Linked DNA regions of Sus scrofa: region 2 is linked to region 1. The links are chromatin contacts, called in public Hi-C maps. All regions are on one chromosome and are shown on one strand. The core of a region is the stretch at or near the end of the contact, and the rest is flanking DNA. Distances in the headings are between cores, read along the strand shown.

Region 1 (3,059 bases), core at 160-2,659:
GAGTCAGCATGAGAGTCTTGAATTATGAATCACTTCTTTTAACTATTTGATCTGATCGAGGTTTTATCCTTACATTTTTGGATAATAATTTTACACAGCTGCCTAAAATTGCTTTCTAGCCACGATAAAAGCACCCTCTCACTCCCTGCCCAACTTCAGGATCCATCCTCAACCCCTTCTCTCTTCACAGACACTCTGGCCGCCTGTGTGCCCTACATTCCCCTGAGCCCGGGGGATGCATTACGGGCTATGTTGAACATATGCATCCATAGATCCCAGCAACATCTTTCAAGGTCAGAGTTTGAATTTCTGCCCCCTGCGGCCTTGCAGACTGCTTCTCAAAACTTGCTGAGTTAAACGGAGTCTAACACTCAGACGAAGGAATTGTTTGTGGCGCTAGGAAGAGAAAGGGAAATACTTGAGGGTTTAATTTAAAGTAATTACAGCCCTGGACTACTGCCAGTGGAAATTTTTCAGAAATCCCATCTTTTGTGAGAAAGTAAACTCTGAAAGAGTTGCAGGAGGAAAACCAGTTTTTGGGAAAAAAAAAAAAACCAAAAACCAAAAAACCCAAAAAACTAAAACTTAAGACCCGAGTAATTGTTTAAAGGATTTTTTTTCCCCCATGGGTAAAATCTTGGTATTTTCCAAAACTTTCCTAAAACATAATGTGGAAGAGTAATAAGACATAAAGAAATGCAATAAAATTGAAAATTAAGGCTTTGTCTTAGAGAAGTCATAGTCGTTTATGTAGCCATCGTCGCGGGCCTCGGACTTGAAAATCATAGCAATGCAGCATATTCCTGAAAGAAAGGAAACGTGGCCTGTACCTCCTCTCTGCTCTCTTTCTATTGACTTCAGGAATCTGCAGGCAGTTCTTTCGCTCCTTTCCTGTTTGACCATTTCTGTTCCCCTCTAACCTTAAAAGAACCTAATTACATGAATTAGGTTCACTAAGCAATTGAAACTCCTGAATGCATACCATGCCTTGTCTAACCTGTTGATTCTTTTCCTAAAGAAAACTAGTTCTCTACTCTCAATCACCTCCCTAAGCAATCCTGCAGGCAGATGACTCAGGCAACAGTCAGCCAGTCTGCATGCAAAAGAGACGGCAGAACCCAACCTCCTGCCTCCACGATTCACTGAGATTCTTCCCCCTCCATTTTTCACTTTAAAAACTGTCCTGGCTAAGCAGAATCTTCAGAGTTGATCTCTGGACATGAGTCCACCATCCCTCCAGACTGCCAGCTTTTGGATTAAAGCACACTTCCTTCCTATTAACACTTGCCTCTCGAATCACTGGCTTGTGAGTGGTGATCGGCTAAACCTGGGTTCAGTTACAGATTCAGGTGATCGGATAGAAAAGCTGAACAAGCTTCTCTTGAATATCCAAATGCTCATGTTTTCTGAATCAGCAGGGGAGGAGTAAAACAGTGTTGGAAAGTGTAGAATTACTAATGTGTTGGTCAAAGGGATGAGGGGAAGCTTAAATTTAGAAACTATTTGTTAAAAAAAAAAAAAGGAAAACTTCTTTTGCCTGCCTAGAGTATAAAGTTACCCGAAGGCAAAAGAATTTCTGATGCCTTTTCCTAAATACATTATTAGAAAGAATTTTAATGTTTAGAGGCCAAAAAGGCAGATACCATAGGTTCAGTTGACAAGGTGAGTTGATTACTGTTGATACTATTGTTTTTAATGCCTTTAGGCAGGTTCTGCAGTTCCCAGCTGACTGCTCCCCATCGTCTTATTTTTAATCGTCTTATTTTTAATCGTTTTCATATGTTTATCCTCATTAGCCTCTAAGTTAGCAATTTCAGAATAAGACTGTTGTTGTTAGATAATAATAATAAAAGCTATCTTTTTAATGAATGCCTCCAATATGTCAGGCACTTAACATTCACCATTAACCTTTACAGCAGTCCCAAAAGATAGATATTATTATTCCACTGTAAGACTAGGAGCCTCCTAAGTGGTAAAGCTGAAATCTGAACTCAGGGAAGTCAAGCTCCTACATACCTCTTTCCATTCCGCCTCAACTTTGTTCTGCTTCAGAACTAATGTTATGCACCCAATTTGTTGAGTACATGTCACTTCAGATAATACACAGGAAAAGTGACATCTATACTCTGTTAAATTCCCATATGAAAAGCTGCAAGAACCTTAGACCTCAACCAAAATTCTTAAGAAAGAATAATGCATTTGTTCTGCCTAAGATCGGACTAGAAAGAACAGATTTTTCTCTTTTTCCTTTTGGTAATATGGCCCCAGGGCCCAAAGTGGTCAACCGTTGTCATCATTCATTTGGCAGTCCTGTCAAAGATTGCTCAGTCATTTAGTTTAACAAAATATTTTTTAACAGTCAGGGTACATATTTGATTTGGATCCAGGGACAAATGGCTCTCCAAAGGCTTCCTGGCAGGTTGATGACGTGATGCATCAACTGGATGTATCAGGACTTAATAGTACTGAACCATGAAGTACATTTTAAAAGCCCACATACAGTTTCAAATTTCATAGTATATAATAAATTTCATTGCCTTCGACTCAATGATATTTAGAATATGTGATATATCAGTCTTTCTGCTCTGAGATTTAGTAATAGTCCAAGGTTGTTGTCTTCTTTTCAAATGTAAAGTGCTTACCTTGAAATATAGGTCATTTATCTTGGGCTTGGTTTGAAATGGCATATATTCAATCATGGTGTAATGTATAATAGCTTATAATTTAACCAAGGAAGAAATTACAGTCACACATCATTTATCTGGAATCACTAAGAATGGAGATATTACACATAAAGACAATCTCCTAAATACCTTAAAAGTATTTTCAAAATCCCAAAATCCCTGCCTATTTTTATCCTTCAGACTTGATTTAAACACGGTCATCATCACAATTTGACTTCTTGATAACTTTAAGTTTTTTGTATTATTAACCTTTCCATTAAAAAAGTAATAAAGTCCCCATTTGGCTTGGCAGTAACAAATCTGACTAGGATCCATGAGGATGAAGGTTCAATTCCGGGCCTCACTCAGTGGATTTAGAATCCGGCATTCCCTTGA
Region 2 (3,059 bases), core at 293-2,792, 890 kb after region 1:
TTGACCAGTAATTTTTTTAATGTTTTATGTATTTAAAAATATACAAGTGGGAAGTGCTAGAGTTTCAGGATATTTGACTTAATGGAAATTGAGAGGATTTTTTTATTTCAAGAGTAAAGACATCAAATAAGACTCTACTCTCTCCTTTGATAAACCTATGCTTGTTTCCGGTTTTACTAGCTCAAAAGACAATTTCACATACACCTAATACATTATAGAAATCTGCTTATTATAAGAAACGTCATTTTAAAACCTTTACTATTATCACTATGGCATAAAAACAGAAGTTTCCCCCCATTCTACAATGTTTAAACTAGTTAGGATGCTAAATATCTTTACCTATATTTATTCATCTACTGTAAGTTTTTCACTTCTCAAATAGAGATATCATTTAACTTTTGGTAAGAAAATAACTTTCACAATAAGATTGGCTAGAGTCTGCAACAAGTTTTCCATAGAAGGGAAGAAGGCTCTGAGGCGATTAAAATAAAACCATACAAAACAGTGGAAAATGTACTACAGAGTGGGGGAAAATGCTGCCCTCATCCCTGGAGGCTGCAGCCCAGAGCTGAATAGGCCTTTTCAATCTCCAGCCATTATAATTCTAGGTGACTATTCCAAGAAGACATGAAAGGCGTGGTTTTTCTACCCATGTTGAGTTCCTATAAGCCCCTTGAGGAAGGCAGGGTTTTGCAGAAAAGTGTGAGTTCTCTACTACTGAAGTGACCTTGTTCAATCTCCTTATAAATCAGGCAATCTAATAATAGTTGCATTTTCTAACATTAACAAAGCTGCAAAGTTGCACAAGTTAGAGAAATGTTCCTTTGCTTCGAAGGCAACACCCTTTGATGTCCTGTCCCTCTTTTCTCAATGTGCCCCCTTTTCATATTCTCTATTTGCTCTTTAATATTTGATTTTGCATTTGATTCCAGTCATCCTGATACAAAGCTGCAGTGTGAAGTTGAAAATTCAAAAGGGAGAGAGGATATAGCTGCCACCCCATCCATGAGTGAGTCCACTGAACTGTAAATCTACCCTGCATTTAATTACTCAACCAGACGGTGCAAGGATAAGGTCTCAAGAGTGTTGTACTATCATGAGTGACTGAGTCCGCTTGCAGTAGTAATAAGCTTGGCCGCAGCAAAGTTAAAAGGTTAAAAGTATACAGAGAACTTCAAGGCAAGCATTGTTCTTAAATAGCTGCAAAACCAAAAGAAAAACAGAAACTCCTTTTGAATGAAGGCCTTAATTTCCAAACATTAAGTTGAAGTAGGAGAGCTCTGTGGAAAAACTGTGTTTCCTCAAGCAAATTTACAAGTATTTGGGTCAGTAATGGGGATGGAAAGCCACCCTCCCCAAACCAACTTCTACCACATCCACAGTAGTGTTTATATAATGAATAGCAAAGATGATTGCACTTGTGAGATGAATCAGCAATTCCCAATTAAAGCAGCAAAATAAGACTGTTTTCTTTCTGAATCACTGTGGAAGGCAAATGGAAAAGTGACAAATAGACTTTGTTCTCCATCGGTGATGGGAAGGGAATTCATGTTGGGAGCCAAATTTCCAAAGTGAGGCATACTGGGGCTTGCCAGCAAAACTGTTCACACCCCCACAGAGACCACAAAACCCTGCAGCTGTAATTTCAGAAACACACATGTGTATAAATCAAGTAATTGCACACCTAACTATCCACTTGAGCCCATGTGCCTGGGTTTTTTGCAGGTGCCCGGGGCACTTGTGCTATTTGGCTTTGAAAACAAGGTTTAGTTTAATTGACAGGATATTATCAAATTCAAGCTGACTTTATGGACAAATCTCAAAATATGAGGGTGGCATACAGAATCAAGCAGCACATATGAATGTTCCATATGCGCGTTCGGCAAGGTCCCTGCAGCTGACTGAATTCTAAACAACAGAAAGGGACAAAATTAAAATGTCAAATTAGTTCTCATCCGTGAAAGTATGTTTCCAGGGCATTCAATGAAGCAACACTGTTTTGGAACATTCTTACCATGTACCGAAAGAGACAGAGTAAAGAGAGAGAGCACACTAGCCAAGTATTATTTTGCTTTATACAATGAGGTTTTAAAAAGGGATGAGGGGGCTACTTTGGCTCTACTGCCCAGAAGAGCAAGCTGATCCGTGTTTCCATGTTCAAGTTGGCAGAAGCCCCAGCAGACAACCATGGAACAGGCTGCTGGCTGCCCAGGAAAGGGGCACTCACCATAACAGGGAATCTGTTTGCAGACTAAGACTGTGCCCTATTTTTTCCAAGAGAAATTTAGGTTTGGGGCACTTCAGAACAGGTGTAGCTTCTACTAGTGCTCTGCAAATGTTTTACATATGCTAGTAAAAGAAAATTAACGTGGTACCCGTTCTTCTAAAAATTCTGCCACAATTTAACGCGATACATTTCTACACTTTTCACCTTGAGAGAAAGAAAAACATGGCATTTACTTCACAAAGACATTTAAACCATCAACCTCTCATCTCCCCCCATTTTCCAAGAAGTTTATAGATTTGTTTTAAAGTACATATATATGTGTGTGTGTGTATATATATATACATACACATGCGGGTATGCAACACCACACACACACACACACACACAGACACACACACACACATTGTAAACCAACCAATTCCTAATAGGATGATGCCAAAACTCACTAGCAAATAATAAGATACTATGAACAGTTTCTCTCACCATTGTTTATTCCATTTCTAAAGCACCTACTGTTAATACGTCTACGCACAACAGGGAATTAACAGAGGTTCTAAATGGAGCAAAAGAAATTCTACCTCAGCAGTCTTTGCATCTGGTTCGTATTTTTCTACTTAAAATACAGCAGTGGAATCAAAGGTCCCTTGCGAGTATAAAAGGTGATATTATAACTACAGGTAAAATCAGTTCTGTGATAAAATGTCCCATAAGGATTATCTTTCTTAAGACAAAGTCAGTAGTTGACCAGAGGAAGGAAAAGAGAGCTCTATGTAAGATTTTGTCCTAAAAATGTGTGCCAAGTTCCACTGGTCCATTTGGGAAAAATTTCCAG

Evidence for each region. A called contact is a pair of places that touch in the nucleus more often than the background predicts.
Region 2: a contact with region 1 is called in a Hi-C map of embryonic fibroblasts, with 2.5 times the contacts expected there. The contact joins two enhancer-like sites. A contact is called at or near these places in 2 of 47 Hi-C or Micro-C datasets (embryonic fibroblasts and fibroblasts).

Annotation. Positions count from the first base shown.
Region 1 is chr2:128,344,417-128,347,475 of Sscrofa11.1, forward strand. All of the region lies in intron 10 of LOC102158243 (a long non-coding RNA gene), which reads right to left. Among named protein-coding and RNA genes, the nearest start is that of ZNF608, 190 kb to the left of the region's middle. Within about 2 kb of position 1,410, at least 6 of the 83 cell types and tissues checked have an H3K27ac peak or open chromatin away from gene starts, as enhancers often do. A contact at or near this core is called in embryonic fibroblasts, where this site is marked.
Region 2 is chr2:129,231,714-129,234,772 of Sscrofa11.1, forward strand. All of the region lies in intron 3 of LOC102158243 (a long non-coding RNA gene), which reads right to left. Among named protein-coding and RNA genes, the nearest start is that of GRAMD2B, 320 kb to the right of the region's middle. Within about 2 kb of position 1,543, at least 4 of the 83 cell types and tissues checked have an H3K27ac peak or open chromatin away from gene starts, as enhancers often do. A contact at or near this core is called in embryonic fibroblasts, where this site is marked.